Linked DNA regions of Mus musculus: regions 1, 2, 3 and 5 are each linked to region 4. A link is a contact called in public ChIA-PET, HiCAR-type, HiChIP or PLAC-seq and Micro-C data. All regions are on one chromosome and are shown on one strand. Each heading gives the region's core, a stretch centred on a gene start, on an enhancer-like site or on the middle of the called end of the contact. The rest is flanking DNA. Distances are from core to core; before and after follow the strand shown. Region 1 holds the start of B4galt5 (UDP-Gal:betaGlcNAc beta 1,4-galactosyltransferase, polypeptide 5). Region 2 overlaps Slc9a8 (solute carrier family 9 (sodium/hydrogen exchanger), member 8). Region 3 has its middle 19 kb from the start of B4galt5. Region 4 holds the start of Ddx27 (DEAD box helicase 27). Region 5 holds the start of Spata2 (spermatogenesis associated 2).

The links. Hi-C and Micro-C count contacts between places; a contact is called where the count stands out from the background. ChIA-PET counts read pairs in DNA pulled down with a chosen protein or histone mark. HiCAR-type assays count read pairs that join an accessible place to other places. HiChIP or PLAC-seq counts read pairs in DNA pulled down with a chosen protein or histone mark.
Region 1: a contact with region 4 is called in a Micro-C map of embryonic stem cells, with 4 times the contacts expected there. The contact joins the promoter of B4galt5 here to the promoter of Ddx27 in region 4. A contact is called at or near these places in 3 of 39 promoter capture datasets (hippocampal neurons, pre-B cells and stem cell-derived epiblast-like cells), 1 of 484 Hi-C or Micro-C datasets (embryonic stem cells), 1 of 115 datasets of contacts at active chromatin or transcription factors (effector CD8 T cells) and 1 of 9 other capture datasets (pancreatic islet).
Region 2: a contact with region 4 is called in a HiCAR-type map of astrocytes, with 2.1 times the contacts expected there. The contact joins the enhancer-like site here to the promoter of Ddx27 in region 4. A contact is called at or near these places in 6 of 39 promoter capture datasets (the C10 cell line, embryonic stem cells, hippocampal neurons and 2 more), 2 of 115 datasets of contacts at active chromatin or transcription factors (astrocytes and pancreatic cancer cells) and 2 of 9 other capture datasets (adipose tissue and pancreatic islet).
Region 3: a contact with region 4 is called in an RNA polymerase II ChIA-PET map of memory CD8 T cells, with 25 read pairs. The contact joins the enhancer-like site here to the promoter of Ddx27 in region 4. A contact is called at or near these places in 3 of 39 promoter capture datasets (hippocampal neurons, pre-B cells and stem cell-derived epiblast-like cells), 2 of 115 datasets of contacts at active chromatin or transcription factors (memory CD8 T cells and pancreatic cancer cells) and 1 of 9 other capture datasets (liver).
Region 5: an H3K4me3 HiChIP or PLAC-seq map of pro-B cells shows a contact between it and region 4, with 5 times the contacts expected there. The contact joins the promoter of Spata2 here to the promoter of Ddx27 in region 4. A contact is called at or near these places in 6 of 39 promoter capture datasets (the C10 cell line, frontonasal cranial neural crest, hippocampal neurons and 3 more), 6 of 115 datasets of contacts at active chromatin or transcription factors (astrocytes, embryonic stem cells, large pre-B cells and 3 more) and 2 of 9 other capture datasets (adipose tissue and pancreatic islet).

The regions. Positions count from the first base shown.
Region 1 is chr2:167,347,922-167,351,521 of GRCm38.p6, forward strand. B4galt5 (UDP-Gal:betaGlcNAc beta 1,4-galactosyltransferase, polypeptide 5) reads right to left here and starts at 1,257. Exons shown (of 9, transcript NM_019835.2): 1 at 997-1,257. The coding sequence starts at 1,111.
Region 2 is chr2:167,475,016-167,478,538 of GRCm38.p6, forward strand. It overlaps Slc9a8 (solute carrier family 9 (sodium/hydrogen exchanger), member 8), which reads left to right. Exons shown (of 17, transcript NM_148929.3): 17 at 1-1,985. Among named protein-coding and RNA genes, the nearest start is that of Spata2, 16 kb to the right of the region's middle. Within about 2 kb of position 1,531, at least 103 of the 459 cell types and tissues checked have an H3K27ac peak or open chromatin away from gene starts, as enhancers often do. A contact at or near this core is called in adipose tissue, astrocytes, hippocampal neurons and 1 more, where this site is marked.
Region 3 is chr2:167,365,969-167,369,552 of GRCm38.p6, forward strand. No RefSeq gene overlaps it. Among named protein-coding and RNA genes, the nearest start is that of B4galt5, 19 kb to the left of the region's middle. Within about 2 kb of position 1,558, at least 123 of the 459 cell types and tissues checked have an H3K27ac peak or open chromatin away from gene starts, as enhancers often do. A contact at or near this core is called in memory CD8 T cells and pre-B cells, where this site is marked.
Region 4 is chr2:167,013,212-167,016,731 of GRCm38.p6, forward strand. Ddx27 (DEAD box helicase 27) reads left to right here and starts at 2,102. Exons shown (of 21, transcript NM_153065.3): 1 at 2,102-2,215. The coding sequence starts at 2,123.
Region 5 is chr2:167,490,902-167,494,579 of GRCm38.p6, forward strand. It overlaps Spata2 (spermatogenesis associated 2), which reads right to left and starts at 1,973. Exons shown (of 3, transcript NM_170756.2): 1 at 1,858-1,973. It also overlaps a transcript of Rnf114 not described here.

The DNA.
Region 1 (3,600 bases), core at 7-2,506, 330 kb after region 4:
ATCAGGGGAGAGACTCTCTCCCTCTCTCCCTCTTTCTCTGGAAATTTCTCTGCCAGTTCAGAGTTGCCAGGTCAACAGGGAACACCAGCATTTACTACTCCGATCTCAAAGGCACTTCCCCTAAGCGGCACCCATCCCAACCATCCAGAATTCTCGCCCTCGGCCCCACCCCCAACAGCATCTTCTCATTTTTCACCAAGGGCTGAAGTTTTCACTAGCACTCCAAGACCACACTAAGGGAGGCAAGTCGCATTCCTTAAAACTCTTTCCTTCTGTCCCCCAAACTACCTGTAACAGCGAATATTTATTTATTATGTATGTATTTATTTCGAAGACGTTGGGCGTCCGCTATAGGGAGAAAAGCTTAAAGGGCATTTATGGCCCTCTGTCCTTTAAAGGCTGGGATTCGTGTCCCCATTTTACAGAGAAGAGAAGCTGAGGGCCCAAGGTCATACAGGACATCTGACCTCAGTGTCCTCTGCCTTTAACCCTCTCGCTGCCTTTGCCTTCTCATCAGCGTCCAGTCTGTTCCGGGAAGGGCTCGTTTTCTCTCCAGGCGGTCTCCCCCTCTAAAGGGCGGACCTTGGAGAACTGCTACCCATTCCGTTTCTTCTCTGGGCGACCCCCCCCTCCCTTCCACCTGGCACCGCTTCTTCAAGGCCCCTGTCACAGCACCTCCTCCATGGCCAATTCAAACTTCCCATCGGTCCCCAGAGCAGGTCGGGTCCGCTATGAGCGGCGGGCGAGCGGCGGGCTCCAGGGAGGAGGGGGGGGAGGGGAAAGGGGCGCGCAGCCCGCAGCCCCGCCGGGTCTGGGCAGCCAACGCGCGGCCGCGGAGGGCGCGGGCGGCTGCGTCAGGGAGGAGGCCGCGTGTGCGGGCGGGCTGCGGGGTGGCGCGGCAGGAAACGGCGAGTCACGGAGCGCGGGGTCGGCCGGGGCGGCGGCGCGGGCCGCAGCGGGAAGAGGCGTGGGGTGGCCGCAGGGTCGCCTTCCTACCTATGCCGGGCGCCACATAGACGAAGTAGAGCAGCGAGGACGACAGCGAGAAGAAGAAGAGCGCGGCGAGCAGCGAGCGGCGCGGCAGCCGCAGCAGCCCCCGGCGGGCGCGCATGCTGAGCCGGCGGCCGCTCGAGGGCCAACCCGGGCCCCGCTCCCGCCGCTCCGGTCCGCCGCCTGGGCCTCGGCCGCCGCCTTCCGGGCTTCGCGCGCCGCCGCCTCGCCGCTTTCAGCCGCCGGCCGCCGCGGGCCGGGCCACATGAGGCGGGAGGGGGCCGACGACCAGAGGAGCTCAGCGGCGGGGGCGAGGCGGGCGGGGCGGGGCCTGTTAGGAGGGCGGGGTGAGGGGCGGGGTCTGATGCTGAGGGCGGGGCGAGGGCAAGGGCCGCAGTCTGAGGAGCAGATGGAGGTACCAGACCTGAGGCAGGCCTGATGGGGACCGAGTAAGGGCGGGGCCTAAACTGGGGGCCGGACGAGGGCGGGGCCTGATGTTAAGGGTGCCTCCGCGAGCCTGAGAACACCGGCGGGGACCGGGCTTGAAGTCTGATGGGGAGGGGGATAAGGGCGGGGCCGGGAGCATAACAAGCATTTTGCGGGAGCCTGAGCCTGAGGCCTGACGGGGAGGAGAGAAGGGCGTGGCCTGAGGCAAGGGGGCGGGAATGGGCAGGGCCTACAGTCCGGGGAGCGCATCTGTGGGGCGGGGCCTGGATGTGGGGGCGGGGCGGGGCGGGGCGGGGTTCACGCGCGAGCACTCTAGCCGCAAGATCCTCGAGCGGCCGCCGCCCATGCTGGCAGGAAGCGGCTCGCTAGTACGACTTGGTTCCCGTGCGAGCTCCCCACGCGGGGATCGAGGGGTGGTGGACAATGTGTGAATAGCCAGGTAGCCCGCCGCTGCAGCAGAGCAAGGATGCAGAGGCCGGGGCATTCGTGTTCGCCCTCACTCATCCATTCATTCCAGACACCATTTATGATAAAGTGGCAGTTACGGGTCCTGGGGCCGGGGATGCTCCACGGAGCAAAGATTCCTCTGGGAACCTGTATTAATGCGAATAAGAAAAAAATCAATATAACAGATGATGATGATAAGAGATATGAAAACAATTAGACATGAAGATGTTTCGGATGCATTCTACTCTAGTCTGAGATTGAGGGGGAAGCCTCTCCTTCCTGGGTGGCATGAACACAAAAGAATGTGAAAGTGCCAGGTGGAGAAAGAGTGGTCCCACTAAGGGGAACTACAAATGCAAAAGCCGGAAGGAAGGAAGAAGGGGCTTGATCCGCCTTCAATGAATCCAAGGATAAAATCCCAGGAAAGAAGAAGAGATCCAAACAAGGTCACATCCTACAGGACAGAACAGTGGTGACAACTGTCAATGTTAAGACACCGAGAAACAGGGCTTCTTAGCCAGTAACAGCCTCTCTCTAAGTCCTGAGATCGTGGCTCCCCTACCCCCACTTTGGCCCCATTGCACCGATGAGAAAACTGAAGCTTCTGGAAAGAGAAGCAAGTCGTCTAAGTTGTGAAGTAAGGGCTCAAATCAAAAGTGGCCTGCCACCGGGGCTTGACCACTAACCCCATTTCTCATTCTGCACTGTCATGTGCACTTCCAAGCCTCGACTTTCCCATCACCTCCAAAGCCATGTTTTGGTATGTGTTCCTTTTGGTTTCTCAAACCAGTGCTCTACAAGGACAGAGATTCTGTTTCATGTTTTGCTATGTATGTGCTCAGAGCTCAGTGCCCAGTACCTAAAAGATCAACAGAGGGGATGCAGAGCACCCACTAACACCAGAGGAAACAGAGATGGCTGGCTAGTCCTAAAGTCCCAGAGCAGGCTCCACAGGAAAGGAAGTGAGCAGCTCGGGGCAGGATTCCTCAGAGGGAAGGCATCCAACGGAATTCAAGAGGGAACCAGTCAGGTGACACATTCGGCTGACTTCCACGCTTGCACACAAACGTATACAAGATAAGTAAAATAAATATTATTTTTAAAATGTTAAAATAAAAAGAGCATAGAAAGGTGGGTTGAGAAGGTGATGAGATGGGTCTTTTCAGGATGAAACATCTGATCCTGGTAAGGAAAGGGACATGGCCAGGGGCTCAGCAGGACCCTAAAGACTTTTAGTGGCACTTCTTTCTTTCTTCCTCTTTCATCCTGACCAGTTGCTTCTTGCCTCATCCTTCTCCTGCCCTCTGACCAGGACTCAGTAAAGCAGAGACCTTTGTAAACTCGAGACTTAGGAAATGTCAAGTAGAGGCTCCCTGTCCCTCCTCTCTGGGGTTCCACGGTGAGGACTGAGGACAGAGTCTCTGAAAAGCGTCCACTCTGTAATAGGCGCTGAAGCAATTTGAATCATTCCTGTACTTAACATAGCGATTCCGATTCCACGGTCAACCTGGGCTAAGCGAGACCCTGTCTCAAAGAAAAAAATCACAAGTAACAGGGTGCCCTGCTCTTTCTTCAATCTGCCCTGAAGGTTCCACAAGCCTGCCCTGAGGGGGCCATTACACAATGCATGAACGTGTAGGAGTGAGATAGCATCTTTGGGCTGGACTGTCTCAATTCCAACTCCCGGAGGCAGAAAAAAAAACAACGCCTTTGTAA
Region 2 (3,523 bases), core at 281-2,780, 460 kb after region 4:
AGGATAAGGGGCTGGATCCTACCACAAGCAATGGTTGTTGCCTGATGTCCTCACCTGCCCTTTTACGAGTGGTGCCCTCTGCCCATCCGTGGCCCTTCAGCGACTACCCATGTGGGCCTTCATCCGCCACTGTACTCTGGGTGGCTTAGTTGTATATGGCCCTGACTCACAATGGGGACCAAGTAGGCCTTGATGCAGGTGTTTCTAACCTCAGGTACTGTGGTTCTGATGTTGGGAAGGACAGCCAGGTCTCTAATGCCCTGCCACCTCACTGTGCTGCAGAAGTCGGTGAAGTTGGAAACATGCAGTTTGCTTCTGTACAGCAGCTCACGTGTCCTTGGCAAAGCCAAGGTATGGTCCTCTTCCTTGTCTCTCACCTTAGCCCTGGAACTGGAGCCGCTCACTTTGTGGCCTTGTGTAATGATGGGGTTAAGGGGCTGTGTTCAGGCTGGGTTGTTCTCTTTCTGAGAACTCAGGTTCCATCTTTGAGATGAAGAATCAGGGTATCATTCCGTTGGCCCCTTGTCTCCAGGTCTCCTGTCCCTGGTCCATCATTCTTGGCCCCTCCTTCTAGCTGAGACCTGAAGCCAGCTTCCCAGAGCTTGGTGAGAATGTTAGCTCTGCACACCAGCTTCACTGAGCACCAGCTCTGCTGAGCACCAGGAGGTGCCTCTGCCTCTTGCTGGAGGACATAAGCTTAGCACCCTGAGAGACTGTCCAGCCCTTCAGAGCCATTGGCCAGGGAGCAAAGTGCTAGATGCCTTTCCTTTTTCAGACGTTTTACCTGAGAGACAAACTGCTGCCAGCACCTCTCAGACCTGCTCGTTCTGATGTGTGCGTGCGGTGGCAAAAGCGCAGATGCTACAAGATGCTGCCCCAGTTGCATTTCAGGTCTAGGCCAAGGGGCAGGCCAGCTGGGCACACAGAAGCTAATATACTTAAGAGTAGGGAGGGACATGGGTGCCCTTGGGTACCTGGCACTTTAGCCAGTAAGCATGCCACCCTGTACTTGCTGGTGGTCCATCCCTGCACTATTTCCAAGCCAGGTCTTGGGATCAGTGACTTGCTTCCTGCAGTGCTGTGGTCACAGGCCCCTCCAGTCAGCCATGTCTAGCAGCTTGGCAGGCTGAGGGGCTCGGTGTGCAGATTTCTTTTTGTGCAGCAGAATGCCAAGAGACTGAGCAGAGAGTCTTCTTAAAACCTACCCTAAGGGCTGCCAGGTCCATGTGCCCGTGGTAGGTCTGGGGCCAGGCAGCTGCTGCTGTCCTGATCCCCCCTCCCTTAGCTATGGATCCTTGTAGTAGAGGTCAGCCGCTCCTGGCGCAAACAGGATCCAGTAGCTGTCTGCCACCCACGAGGTTTCTAAGATACCATGTGGAGACAGGGTCCTCCCCATCCTTTTCAGAAATAGCAGCTTGTTTTCTCTGCTGGCATGTGTCCAGGGCACCAGGTCCCAGCAGGGGGAGGCAGACTGTTAACTGAACGCGCATAGGAACAGGAGGCAGCGAGAGCCTGTGGGAGGAAGGGCCTTCTAGTGACCCTGCTTCTCCATCCTGCCTCCCTCCTGTCCACCCAGTTTCAGAGTTGGGAGGGGAGGAGCCATGGCTCCCTCACCCAGGCTTGGTGGCTGTGGCCCTGTTTTAGAGCCATGGCAGCACAGGCTGGTGAGTGGTAGAGTTGTACTGAAGGCTCTCTTCACAAGCCTGGGTTTCTTTCTTCTCTGACATGGAGGGTTTTGGAAGCCCTAGTTTTCTGTTGTGATTTAAGGAGACTGGCCGGGAGCCATTGTTCAAGGTCCCTGAGGCCTTTGCTGCTTTGGGAAGGGCCTGGGGTCTGAGCTTGGGGGGGGGGGAAGCTGTCGCTCCCTCATCTGGAGCTTCCCTCTTGCCTGTCTACTCCCCTCACCCTCACTGCTGAATTGGGGGAAGGGTGCCCCAGGTCACATGACTGGATAGTTAGAAATAAAGTGCTATGTAGTCAGCTGACCTCTGTTGTGTCACGTGTTTGCATACTCCTACATGTGGTTCTGGGTCCCCACAGTTGTGCAGGACAGCAGCAGGCACATTCCAAGAAGTGCAGTGTTCAGGAGTACAGCTCTGGCCCTCGGTGAACAACAGCACTTGAGGCAGAATGCTCATGCCAACCATGACTTCCTCCCAGGTGCCAGGAAGCCATTGCTCTGAGCCTGTGGCTGCTTGAGTGTGTTCGTTTTTTGACAGCAGAAAATGGAGAACTAACTTCTCCATGGAATCTGAAAGCTGAGGATCTAGAGCCTCTGGTCTTCAGTTCATGAAGAAAGGCCTTCTGTGAGGTCCTGAGTCAGCTCATGCACGCACACTTCCTGAAGGAGCTGCTGCCAGGGAAGGCTACCTGAGTGTGACATCCCATGGGAACTCAACCAGCCTTGCAGTCAGAGAAGCCACGGTGAAGAACAGATCAGATTCTCAGGATACCCTGGCTCCTGAGGATGGCTATCAGTTTTTCTGAGTGGTGTCAGCCTGGAATAAAGGGCTCAGTCCCACTGAAGGATAACAACCTGGTCAGCTTCAGAGAAAGCTCTCAAAGTAGAGAGACAAACTCGAAGAATTAGCTCCCTTAGAGTCCAGAAAGCTATGGAGAAAAGGGTCCCAGAGCCCCCAACCCACTCATCGCAGAACTCAACCTGAGGAAGAGACATATTAAAAACATAGGCTATATGGGAGGCAGAGGCAAGGGAGTCTCGGAGTTGGAAGCCAGCTTGGCCCACATACCAAGCTCCAGGCCAACCAGGGCTATACAGTGAGACCCTGTCTTTAAAAAAATCAAACATGCTAGCTGGGCGTGGTGGCGCACGCCTTTAATCCCAGCACTTGGGAGGCAGAGGCAGGCAGATTTCTGAGTTCGAGGCCAGCCTGGTCTACAAAGTGAGTTCCAGGACAGCCAGAGCTACACAGAGAAACCCTGTCTCAAAAAAAAACAAAAAACAAAACAAAAAAATTAAACATGCTGTTAGGCATTATGGTGCACTCATAATCCCAACACTAGAGGCTGAGACAGGAAGATGGCCACAATTCTGAACCAGCTTGAACTAACTATAAAATAAGAGTGCCTTTTTTAAAAAAAGGCAAAGAAAAGAAAAAAAACATATACTACCAGCACACGTGTGTTCTCCATGGTGTGCTGCTGTGCTTCTCTGGGGCTGGAGCTTTCTCAGAAGAGCTGGACTCATTTCAGCTCCACTCCTGTCCCTTGTTGAGGAAAGGCCTCTGACCCAGGATGCTGAGAGAGAGCAGCACCTTGGAGAGCTGCCCACGGGTCCTTTTCCTTACATAAAGTGTAAAACCTGGGCCTGCTGCTGCCATTCCAAGGCTGGAGGGGAGGTGGGGATGACAAAGCAGAAAGCATTCTTCTGATTTCTTTTTTGAGACAGGGTATCTCTGTAGCTCTGGCTGTCCTAGAATTTGCTGGGTAGACCAGGCTGCCTTCAGGCCCAGTAATCTGCCTGCCTCTTCTTTCTGAGTGCTGGGATTAAAGGCGTGGGAGG
Region 3 (3,584 bases), core at 308-2,807, 350 kb after region 4:
GTGGTTACAGCATTGGCTGCTCTTCCAGAGGTCCTGGGTTCTAGTCCCACACCGACATGACAGCTCACACCTGTCTGCAACTCCAGTTCCAGGTGATCCAACACTCTTGCATAGACGCAGAAACGTGCATGCAGGCAAAGCACCAATGGACAGGAAATGAAAATAAATAAATAAATAAAAAGGACAGTAAAATAGCAACAACGACACCTACTACGGATTGGGCTAATACTTACCGTGCCAGGCACAGCAGCAAGCTCACCATGCATACTCCCTCAGTCTACTCAGTGACCCTTGCAGTCATGTGCACAACACATTTCTGTGAGGAGGGTTTAATGCAGATGTGCTTTTTTAATTAATTTATTGATTTTGAGGCAGGGTCTCTCTCTCTGGTCTCACTGGGATTTGAGGCTCCCTGATTAGGCTGGTGAGCCCCAAGGATCGTCCTCTCTGTGCCTCTGCAGCGCTAGAATCAGGGGGTGTAATTAGTTCCGTCAGGCTTGTTTAAATCCCTTCCCAGGGGGGGAGAGTCAACACTGGCTTCTTCTCCTAAGGTCCTAGCAGCAAAGCGAGGCACAATGCCACCAAGTTCACCCTGGGACCAATGTGATTATTGGGGTTCCTTAAAGAGCTTAAGTGAGGGCTAGAGAGATGGCTCAGTTGTTGAGAGCACTGACTGCTCTTCCAGAGGTCCTGAGTTCAATTCCTAGCAATCACATGGTGGCTCATAACCATCTGTAATGGGATCTGAAGCCCTCTTCCGGTGTGTCTGAAGACAGCTACAGTGTATTCATATAAGTAAAATAAATAAATCCTTAAAAGAAAAAAAAAAAACACAATAGGCCACACCTAAACCCAGTGGGCCTAAGCTTTCATCTTCTGTGGCTATATACTCCAGCCCTTCAGAGAGGCCATGTGCAATTAGTCCAGAGCTGTCAGCAGGTAGCAGGGAGTGGCTGGGAACTTTAAGTGTGGCTGTCATGACCCTTCCTAAACTTCCATGAGAGGACACAAACTGCCAACCAGCCCAGATGGGACATCCTTTGCAAGCAGGCACAGCTGGGCTGTCTAAGATGTCTAAGATGGCCGTTGCTTGTCTGGGAAGACAGTCCCTGGGCCTCAGCCTCCTACCCTGATTGCTAAGACTTCAGTGTGCTGGCCCCCCCCCCCACTCCCACCCCCATCCCCACCCCCTCACCCCCGTGACTCCTCTTCAGCTTTATTCAGAATAAAATCCAAATCCTGGGCTTGGGGGTGTGGCTCAGCTGGTGGGGTACTTGCCTAGTGTGTCCCTGGCTCAAAAAAAAAAAAAAAAAAAAAGAAAGAAAGAAAGAAAGAAAGAAAGAAAAGAAAAGAAATAAAACTGAAAGAAAGTAAGAGAGAGAGAAAGACAAATAGAAGAAAGCAGGCTGGACAGGCCATGGCAATCAAGCCGGTGTTTATTACAGCAAAATCGGATGTCAGGAAATTGCATTCGCACGTTTCCCTCCAAACTCTCCCATAGTGCCCCATTGCCCTCAAGAGAGAACTCAGGCATCCTGCCTGGGTCTGCAGGAACCAACCAGGGCTTGCCATTCAATCCTCTGAGGTTTCGCTGCTGGGCATTATCAGCATAACCACACGCTGGTTTCCTTTAGGTCACTAAAGGAGTAGTGCTTACACACACACACACACACACACACACACACACACACACACACACACACACACACGCACATTCTCTCTCTCTCTCTCTCTCTCTCTCTCTCTCTCTCTCTCTCTCTCTCTCTCTCTCTCTCTCTGTGAAATATTTCCTCTAGAAACCTCCCTTCCTCGTCCACCTCTCACACCCACGCACTCACCCTACAGGTGCGCCCTGGCAGAAGTTTCTCTCCAAGAGGGGGTGGGGCCGAGGGATATGGTGGACTGACGACACAGGACTCCAAAGAAGACAGCAGTGTGAAGGCAGAGGGAAGAACCAGGTCCGACCACTTGAACTTCTCCACGTGGTGGGGGTAGCGGGGGTGGGGTGGGGGACGCACGTGGACCAGCCCGTCCGCTGTCTGATTGAAATCCTCTCCCATTTCCTGGGAGGCCGGTAGAGGCAGAAGAGGCCCACACAGCCTCTGTCAACCCCCCTCGCGATCGGCAGAGCCTTGATTTCTTCTGCTCCACGCGCCATCTTTACTTTTACAGCAGATGCTCAGACACAGCAGTTAAGACCCAGGGTTTCCTGGACCCTGTTGGCAACTTCGAGATTTCACCTGGAGAGGTTCTAACTGTTCTGACCTCTGATGAGGACTACAAAGCGGACATCTGAGCAAAGGGGCTCCAGGCTATAGTGAGTGCTCACTAAACACCAGAGGTTAGCCCAAAATGTCTGAGTGTAACTTGGTGTGCTTTAGCCTAGGCCACATACTGAGCATGGAATCTCTGCTGGCTGGTCATAGAAGTGCCTCGATCCTAGTCCTTGCAGAATCCTTCCTTTAACAGATTGGAAGAAGCTCTGTGGGTTTCCGGGGCACATGAAGAGATTCACAGGAACATTCAAGCCCCGGGGAGGGGAGGGCCGTTGAGTCTCTGAGCCAATGAGAGGTAGAGAAGTGGGGAGGCCCCAAGGTGATGCTACTCCTGGGCACAGCAAGTCAGCGTGAGATGCGGGCAGGAACTGGGACTTCCTCTCTCTGGCCGGCGTGTGTGTGTGTGTGTGTGTGTGTGTGTGTGTGTGTGTGTGTGTGTGTGTGTGTGTTTGACTTCCCTTTATCAAGAAATTAGCGGCTTGCTTGCCTAGCCTGTAGAAAGTTCCGGACTTGGTCCTAGCACCCCATAATGCGCTTGGTGGTGCATGTCTGTGATCCCAGCACCCAGGAAGTGTTAGGCAGGAGGATCATAAATCAAGGGCTACCTGGAGAACTTAGCTTCTGAAAATTAAAAAAATAAAATAAAGTTTAAGGGTCAAGATATAGTTGGCTTGCTCGATCATGTGTGGCAGCCCACGGTTGTAACCGAGTCACTTGGGAGGTAGAGGCAGGATGATCAGTTCTTTTTACTTTTGAGATGGAACCTTGCTCTCTAGTCCTGGCTGGGTCCTGGCTGACCTGGTACCGTGTAGCCCTTGCTGCAATCTTCCCGTGAGCCAGGATTATGGGCATGTCCAGCTCGCTTTAGTTTTCTTTCTTTCTTCCTTTCTTCCTCTCTTTCTTTCTTTCCTTCTCTCTTTCTTTCTTTCTTTTAGATTTATTCATTGTTTTATGTAAGTATACTGTAGTTGTCTTCAGACACACTGGAAGAGATCAGATCTTACAAATGGTTGTGGGCCACCATGTGGTTGCTGGGAATTGAACTCAGGACCTCTGGAAAAGCAGTCAGTGCTCTTAACCCCTGAGCCATCTCTCCAGCCTTCATTTTAGCTTTCTTACCTTACTGATAGCTCAATGTCACCTGATTGTACATTCTGCTCTAACAGGGTCAATGCACAACAAAGCTCTGGTTGGAGGTGAAACCCACCCTGCTCTGTCCCCAGTGCTTTGGGGACATGACTTGAGTCCGTGGAGGCCCTGTGCCTGCTGCCTCAGTCTCGTGAAATCACATGTGCATTGGTCTCACTG
Region 4 (3,520 bases), core at 852-3,351:
AAGCAGGGGCCATGGCATTACAATTTAGTGTTTTCTTTCCTTTATTTGGTTATTTGTATGCACATGTGGGACACATACATGTGTGTATGCTTGTTCAAATGAGTGTGGGTTTGTTTCTTTTGGTCACTGTTTTTTTGCCTGTGCTTTTTTTTTTTTTTTTTTTGGTTTTTGTTTTTTTCGAGACAGGTTTCTCTGTATCGCCCTGGCTGTGCTGGAACTCACTCTGTAGACCAGGCTTGCCTAGAACTCAGAAATCCACCTGCCTCTGCCTCCCAAGTGCTGGGATTAAAGGCGTGTGCAACCAATGCCCAGCTTTTTATTTTTTTAAGATTTATTTATTTTGTGTTACGAGTACACCATTGCTTTCTTCACACACACCAGAAGAGGGCGTCAGATCTCATTACTCATGGTTGTGAGCCACCATATGATTGCTCGGAATTGAACTTAGGACTTTTGAAAGAGCAGTTGGTGCTCTTAACCGCTGAGTCCTTGGTCACTGTTTTATTACTGTGAAGGGACACCATGACAAAGCGTTTAATTAGGCTGTTCTTACAATTTCAGCGCTTTTGTTCATTGTCTTCATGGTGGAGAGCTGTGTGCATGCAGACACAGTTGTAGCTTTAATTTTTTTTTCTCGACCGTATTTTTTGTTTTGTTTTGTTTTCTTTCTTTCTCTTTTTTTTCTCTGGTTTGGTTTTTTGAGACAGGGTTTCTCTGTATAGCCCTGGCTGTCCTGGAACTCACTTTGTAGACCAGGCTGGCTTGAACTCAGAAATCTGCCTGCCTCTGCCTCCCAAGTGCTGGGATTAAAGGCATGTGTCACCATGCCTGGCTTTTTTTTTTTTTTTTTTTTTCTGAGACAGGATTTCTCTATATAGCCCTGGCTGTCCCAGAACTCACTTTGTATACCAGACTGGTCTCAAACTCAGAAATCTGCCTGCCTCTGCCTCCCAAGTACCCGTACTTTTAATGTTTTTTTTTTTTTTTTTTTAAGATTTTATTTATTTATTTATTTATTATATATAAGTACACTGTCGCTGTCTTCAGACACTCCAGAAGAGGGAGTCAGATTTTGTTACGGATGGTTGTGAGCCACCATGTGGTTGCTGGGATTTGAACTCTGGACCTTCGGAAGAACAGTCGGGTGCTCTTACCCACTGAGCCATCTCACCAGCCCATACCCGTACTTTTAATAATGGTTCATAAATGCTTTAACCTCTCTTGTAGTCTACTACTCACCAGAGGCAGTGGAAAAGAAGGGATACAGACCAAAAGGTCCAGAGTTCAAATCCCATCAACCACATGGTGGCTCACAACCATCCGTAACAAGATCTGACTCCCTCTTCTGGTGGGTCTGAAGACAGCTACAGTGTACTTACATATAATAATAAATAAATCTTTAAAAAAAAAAAAAGAAAAGAAAATAGAACTTACAATTCGACCATCCTTAAAATATTATCTATTATTTAAACTTTTATGTGCCTGCATCATGCCTGCATACATGTCTGTGCACCAGATGTTCCCAGTGGCCGCAGAGGTCAGATACGGAGTTACAGACAGCTGTGAGCCACCTTGTGGGTGCTAGGAATCAAACCTGGGTCTTCTGCAGGAGCAACCAGTGCTCTTAGCCACTAAACCAGCCCTCCAGGAATCCAGCCCCCTGTTAATTATTATAATTGTGTATACAGAGGGGCGTGTTCACTTGAAAAGGGTGTGAAGATCAGAGGACAACTCTGGATTCCGAGCTCTTCTTTCCCCTTGTAGGTACCGGGATCGCACTCAGGAGTAGTGTGGCCTTTGCCATGCTGAGCCAGATGGCAGCCCTGACTACCATTTTGTTGTTAAGTTCCCAAATGTACACATACTTCTAATTTTTCCCTCACCTTTACACACTCTCAGACTTCTATTTCTTTCCCAAAACAAAGTAGTTTTCTAATCTAAACAACGCCCCACCCATTTGATTTTATTATTGGAAACCACGCAGGCCCGCGAAGTCTCAAAGTGCCGCCCCCGAGCGGAAGTGACGTGAAGCACATGCGCGCGACGCCGAGCGGGTCGCGGAAAAGGCGGGTCGTGTCGGCGCGCCGCACTCGCTACGTCCGGAAGTGGCTGCTTCTTCAGCATGCTGGCGGAGCTCGGCTTCATCCGGACCATCGGCGAGAATGACGAGGTGCCGGTTGAGCCCGAGTCGGACTCCGGAGACGAGGAGGAGGAGGTAGGAGCCGGCGGGAGAAGGGGCCGTGGGCGGGAGCGGCCGGGAACCAGCTGCGGGCCCCAGGCCCTCCTCAGCGTGCTCAGGTGTCCCCATGCAGGCCGTGTCACCAAGCTGTGCGGAGTCGAACTTCGCAGGCGAAGTCAGTCTTGCTTCCTGCCCAGTCGGGGACACATGCTCCCACCTATCCATCAAGCCTCCCAAGGGGGTTCTAGTGATGCTAGGCGGTGGGGATGTAGCCCTGAGAAAGTGGCTCCAGGGTGAGTGGCGAGAGAAAAAGACCCAAACCCAAACTCTCAGTGCCTCACACCGGCGTCAGCCAGCCTCACACGACACTAAGGATGGCCCAGGCCCTCTGCAGTCCGATTCCGAGAAAGCTGATGTCTAAGGCTCCAGTCTTTAAGGATGTTGCTGGGAGGTCGTTTGGAGCTCTGCTGGTCAGTTTAGGCGTCTGTCCAAGGCTTCTATCCCTCTGTCCATCCACACTCCGGTCTTTGCAAGTCCCACCCGCACACCTGCAAACCTGTGCCCCTCACATACTTCAGTTTCCAGCTTGGTGGTCTCCTTACCAAGTAGCTGAGTGGTCTCAGTGGTCTGAGTGGTTCCAGCCATGCAGCTAAGTTTTTGTGGCTTTCAGAGTCAGGCCAGGCTCTGTTGTCTTTTCTGCCATTTGACCCTCAGCAGCCTTCCTTGTCCTGGCAACACCGACATACCATTCCATTTCATGTCTTAGAAACTTGTGTTCTTTTTCTGCTCAGAGCCTTTCACATCTCTACCCAGCCCACTCCCCCAGGCTTTCTCTCTATAGCCCTGGCTGTCCTGGACCTACCTCGGTAGACTTCGAACTCAGATCTGCCTGCCTCTGCCTCCTGAGTGCTGGGATTAAAGGTGTGCCCAGCTTCTCTTCACACTTCTGCTCTCTGCCTGGAAGGCTTCCCTCAGTAGTTCTCCACCTGTGGCTCCAGACCCTGGGGACCCTAGGATCTCATTTCAGATATTTACATTATGATTTATAACAGTAATGAATTATGGTTATGAAGTCTCAACGGAAATAACTTTATGGTTTGGGGTCACCACCATCTGGGTTGGGAAGGTTGTGAACCATGTGTCTAGATGTCTCAGTCTGCTCTGGCTTTTTTTCTCTCCACAACAGGAGGGTTTCATTCTGGAACCCTCCTGCTGCCTCCGCTTCCCTCCGGGCTACCACTGTACAGGACAACAGTTTTCTGATGTCTGCCATTGGCATGAGGCATTTTAAATCGATCCAGGTTTGGGAGCAAGTACCTTGGTGTCCAGGATGGAGGATGA
Region 5 (3,678 bases), core at 723-3,222, 480 kb after region 4:
ACAGGCCCCAAGAACTGACTTCCTCTCATTCAGCTCACTTGTTTCTGGCTACAATTGGTACCAATTACAAAGGGGTCACCACAAGCAGGCCCCGTGCCAGCTGCTCAAAAATCAGTAAGATCCATAGGATGACTCTAATATTTCAGAAGAAACTGAAGTCACAGGGCCAAGAAGGAGCGGATCTGAGACCTGGATTTGAATCTAACCCTAGGCAAAAGCCATCTTCTTGCTGCATCTTCTGGACTGGGCTCCTTGAGAGGCTTGGTCAGTCAAAACGCCCTATGGCTGGGAAGCAAAGTCTGGTAGTAGCAAAACTGCCATCTTCCCACACCAATCTCTTTGTGATGTAAGCTCAAAAGCCCAGGAGAAAGGCTGGCCAGAGACCAGCCAGCAGTGAGGCAGTTACATCATCCCTGCTGAATAAGAATACAGGCTGCCTTGTGGCTGGCCCTAACTGCTGTCTTTTCTGAGCACAGAGCCAGCAATTTATTCCCAACACTCTAGAAAACACAACAAAAAACACGTTCTTTGCTAAACACAGCCTGGTTACTGGAGAGCAAGACAGCCCAGAGACAGAAGCTGTTAATTTCTCCAAGCAACCCAATGACTGGAATGCCAAGCCATACCAGGCTGGCAGGGGGAAAAAAATAAAGCTCTGTGAATATCCGGAACACATAAGCAGAAGGATGCTTAGTGCCATCGGCTCTGGGTGGCACCTCCTGCACTTATCTGGGCCCCTTTGTAAAGCAATTCAGTGAAGACGAGGCTGGCGCACAGTCGCCAGGACCCAGTGTGGAAAGCTGAACGCATTTAAAATTCAGCTAAACAGAACCAAAATAATCCGGGAAGGAGAGCAATGGTTCACCTTTATCTTTGCTGGCCCACTCAAGAAAAATAAGCCCCGTGGCAACGCTGAAATGCATTCCCTCTCTATACTGGCACATGCTATTTGGGTCCCAGTTCTCCAACTACATGTTTACACATCCCTGATCCAGCTTCAGTCTCCACACAGGATCAGGGATGTGGCTCTACCACCGTTCCCTCCTCCCAACCTCTATGCATTCATTCTAAGCAAGAGGCTCCCAGATCCACCCCTGGCATCTCCTACTGGCTGTAAAACAATACAAGGGCCCTACACCCCTACTAGCCTACAGAAACACTGCCACCGGGGCCTTCCAAAGCTCTGAAAACAACCTTGGCTGTGCTGGAGCCTGGCTTCCCTCCCCGGAGAGCCTCTCTCGGTTCTGAAGGGAGCCAAGTCCCCTCTCTACAGGGAATGTAAACCTGTGGCGGCTACTCCAAGCTCTGCGAGCCGTCTTCCTCTGACCGACATGGCAGCGGGGAAAACGCCCAAGCTCAAAGGAAGGAGTTCCCACTGGTGGTGTCTTTTGTCGGTGGTGCTGGGGACTAGGGTCAGAACCCAGGGCATCGCACAAACTGGGCAAGCTCTCGCAAACGCCCCTCCGTCTGTCACTGAAATACCGGGACCTGTCATAACATCGCTGCTGCACCCCGACACCGTGCAACACCCGGGTCCTCTTTCCACGCCCACCGCGGGCCCGGAAGGCCGCCGCGTCCCTCCTCCATAGACCGGGAGACCAAGGATCCCGAAGCAGAGCGACTCAGCCAAGGTCACTCGGTAAATCCAAAGCTAGATCAGCCTCCCCTCCCTACTGAGAGCCATAGCGCGGTGCCTGCCCCCGGGGGCGCCGGGGGCGCCGGGGGCGCGTGTGCCATCACCGGGGAGCCAGTGCTGCGACCAGCCGCCCGGAGCCGCCGCGGCCGCGGGACAGAGCCGAGGGCCTGGCCGGTGACAGCGCGCGCAGGGGTCCACCCTCCTGCCCCACCCGCACTCACCCACCGCTGCCTGCCAGGAAAGCGAGCGCCTCCAAAGCACAGGCCCACACGGCCCGGCCGCTCCCGCCGGCTCCGGGAACCGAGAACAGTACCGGGGGCAAAAGCAGCCCGGAAGTATTTGTTCCGGAAGTGACGCACGAAGGCGGGCCCTGAGGAAGGCTGGATCGCGGCTGCGCGCTGGGCCCAGGCGTGAGCGGCGGAAGCCTGTGGCGAGCTGGTGTACGCGAGGAACGGAGAGGCGGCGGCAGTAGGCGGAGGGCAAGCGCTTCTCCGTAGAACCGGACCTCACTCCTAGGGACCGCGGGGAGGCACGAGCGGAACCCGGAAGCAAATTAACTGGAAGTGACGCGCGGAGCTTCACCGACGCTGGCTGGCCGGGTTGTCATGGAAACAGGTTGCTGAGCGAGCGGGGAGATTGGTTTTTGTTTTCTTGGGGTTTTTTTTCACCTCATCAACTTCCCCTTGGTCAGGACAGTGCTGGAGAGCCCGGACTGACAGGAAGACCTGCGATCCCATTTCAATGAAGGAACGACGGAGGTCATGCGAGACTGGAGAGGGCCTTGGGTGTTACTGCTGGCTATGGAGGTTAAGGATGCCGGTGGGGTGGGGTGGCGGGGTCAAAAAGGCTTAGGAGAGGGCTCTGCAGTTTGCACTTGTTGCTTGCAGAGTACCTGGGTTCCGTTCCCAGCACCCACGTGGCGGGTTACAACCATCCATTAACACCAGTACCAGCGGATCTGACCTCTCACCTCCACGGTTATCTGGCATGTACGTGATGCACATAGGTAGATTCAGGCAACATGCTCATATAGGTAAAAGGAAATTGCTACATAGGGAAACTCTTTCTCAAGTAATAACTGGGCATTATTATTATTAATGGAAATAGTAGATTCCTATTAATTCATAGACGACCTCACTGTGTGGTTCTGTAATCCTAACTATTTGGAAAGCTGAGTCAGGAGGAGTGTGAGTTTAAAGCTAGGGTGAGTAACTTATCGAGCTCCTCCCTCAAAAAAATAAATAAATAAATAAAAGGTTGGAGCTGCAGCCCAGTCCTAGAACCCTTGTCTAGATTGTGTGTATTTCCTGGGTTCCATTCCAAACAAGGAAAAAAAGAGGGTGGGGAGACACCCAGTGTGGACTTAACTGGCTACTAGCAGTGTGTCCTTGATCTTGCCACTTAGTCTCTGACCTGCATCATAATACCTGCTAAAAGCAATAGCAACAACAACAATAATAATACCAGCTCCCTGGTGAGATGTAGCCAGAATGAATTACATAGAAACTGCTAGCCAGGCAGTGGTGGTGCATGCCTTTAATCCCAGCACTTGGGAGGCAGAGGCAGGCAGATCTCTGAGTTCGAGGCCAGCCTGGTCTACAGAGTGAGTTCCAGGACAGCCACGGCTATACAGAGAAACCCTGTCTCAAAAAAACCAAAAAGAAAAAAAAAAAAAGAAAAGAAAAGAAAAGAAACTGCTTAGTTGGCCGGAGAGATGGCTCAGTGGTTAAGAGCAATGACTGCTCTTTGGAAGGTCCTTAGTTCAAATTTGAGCAACCACATGGTGGCTCACAACCATCCGTAATGAGATCTGATGCCCTCTTCTGGTGTGTCTTGAAGACAGCTAGTGTACTTACATATAATAATAAATAAATCTTTGGGCCAGAGTGAGCAGAGGTCCTGAGTTCAATTCCCAGCAACCACAAGATGGCTCACAACCATCTGTACAGCTACAGTGTACTCATATACATAAAATAAGTAAATAAATCATTTTTAAAAATTAAAAAAAAAAGAAACTACTTAGTGGGGCTGGAGAGATGGCT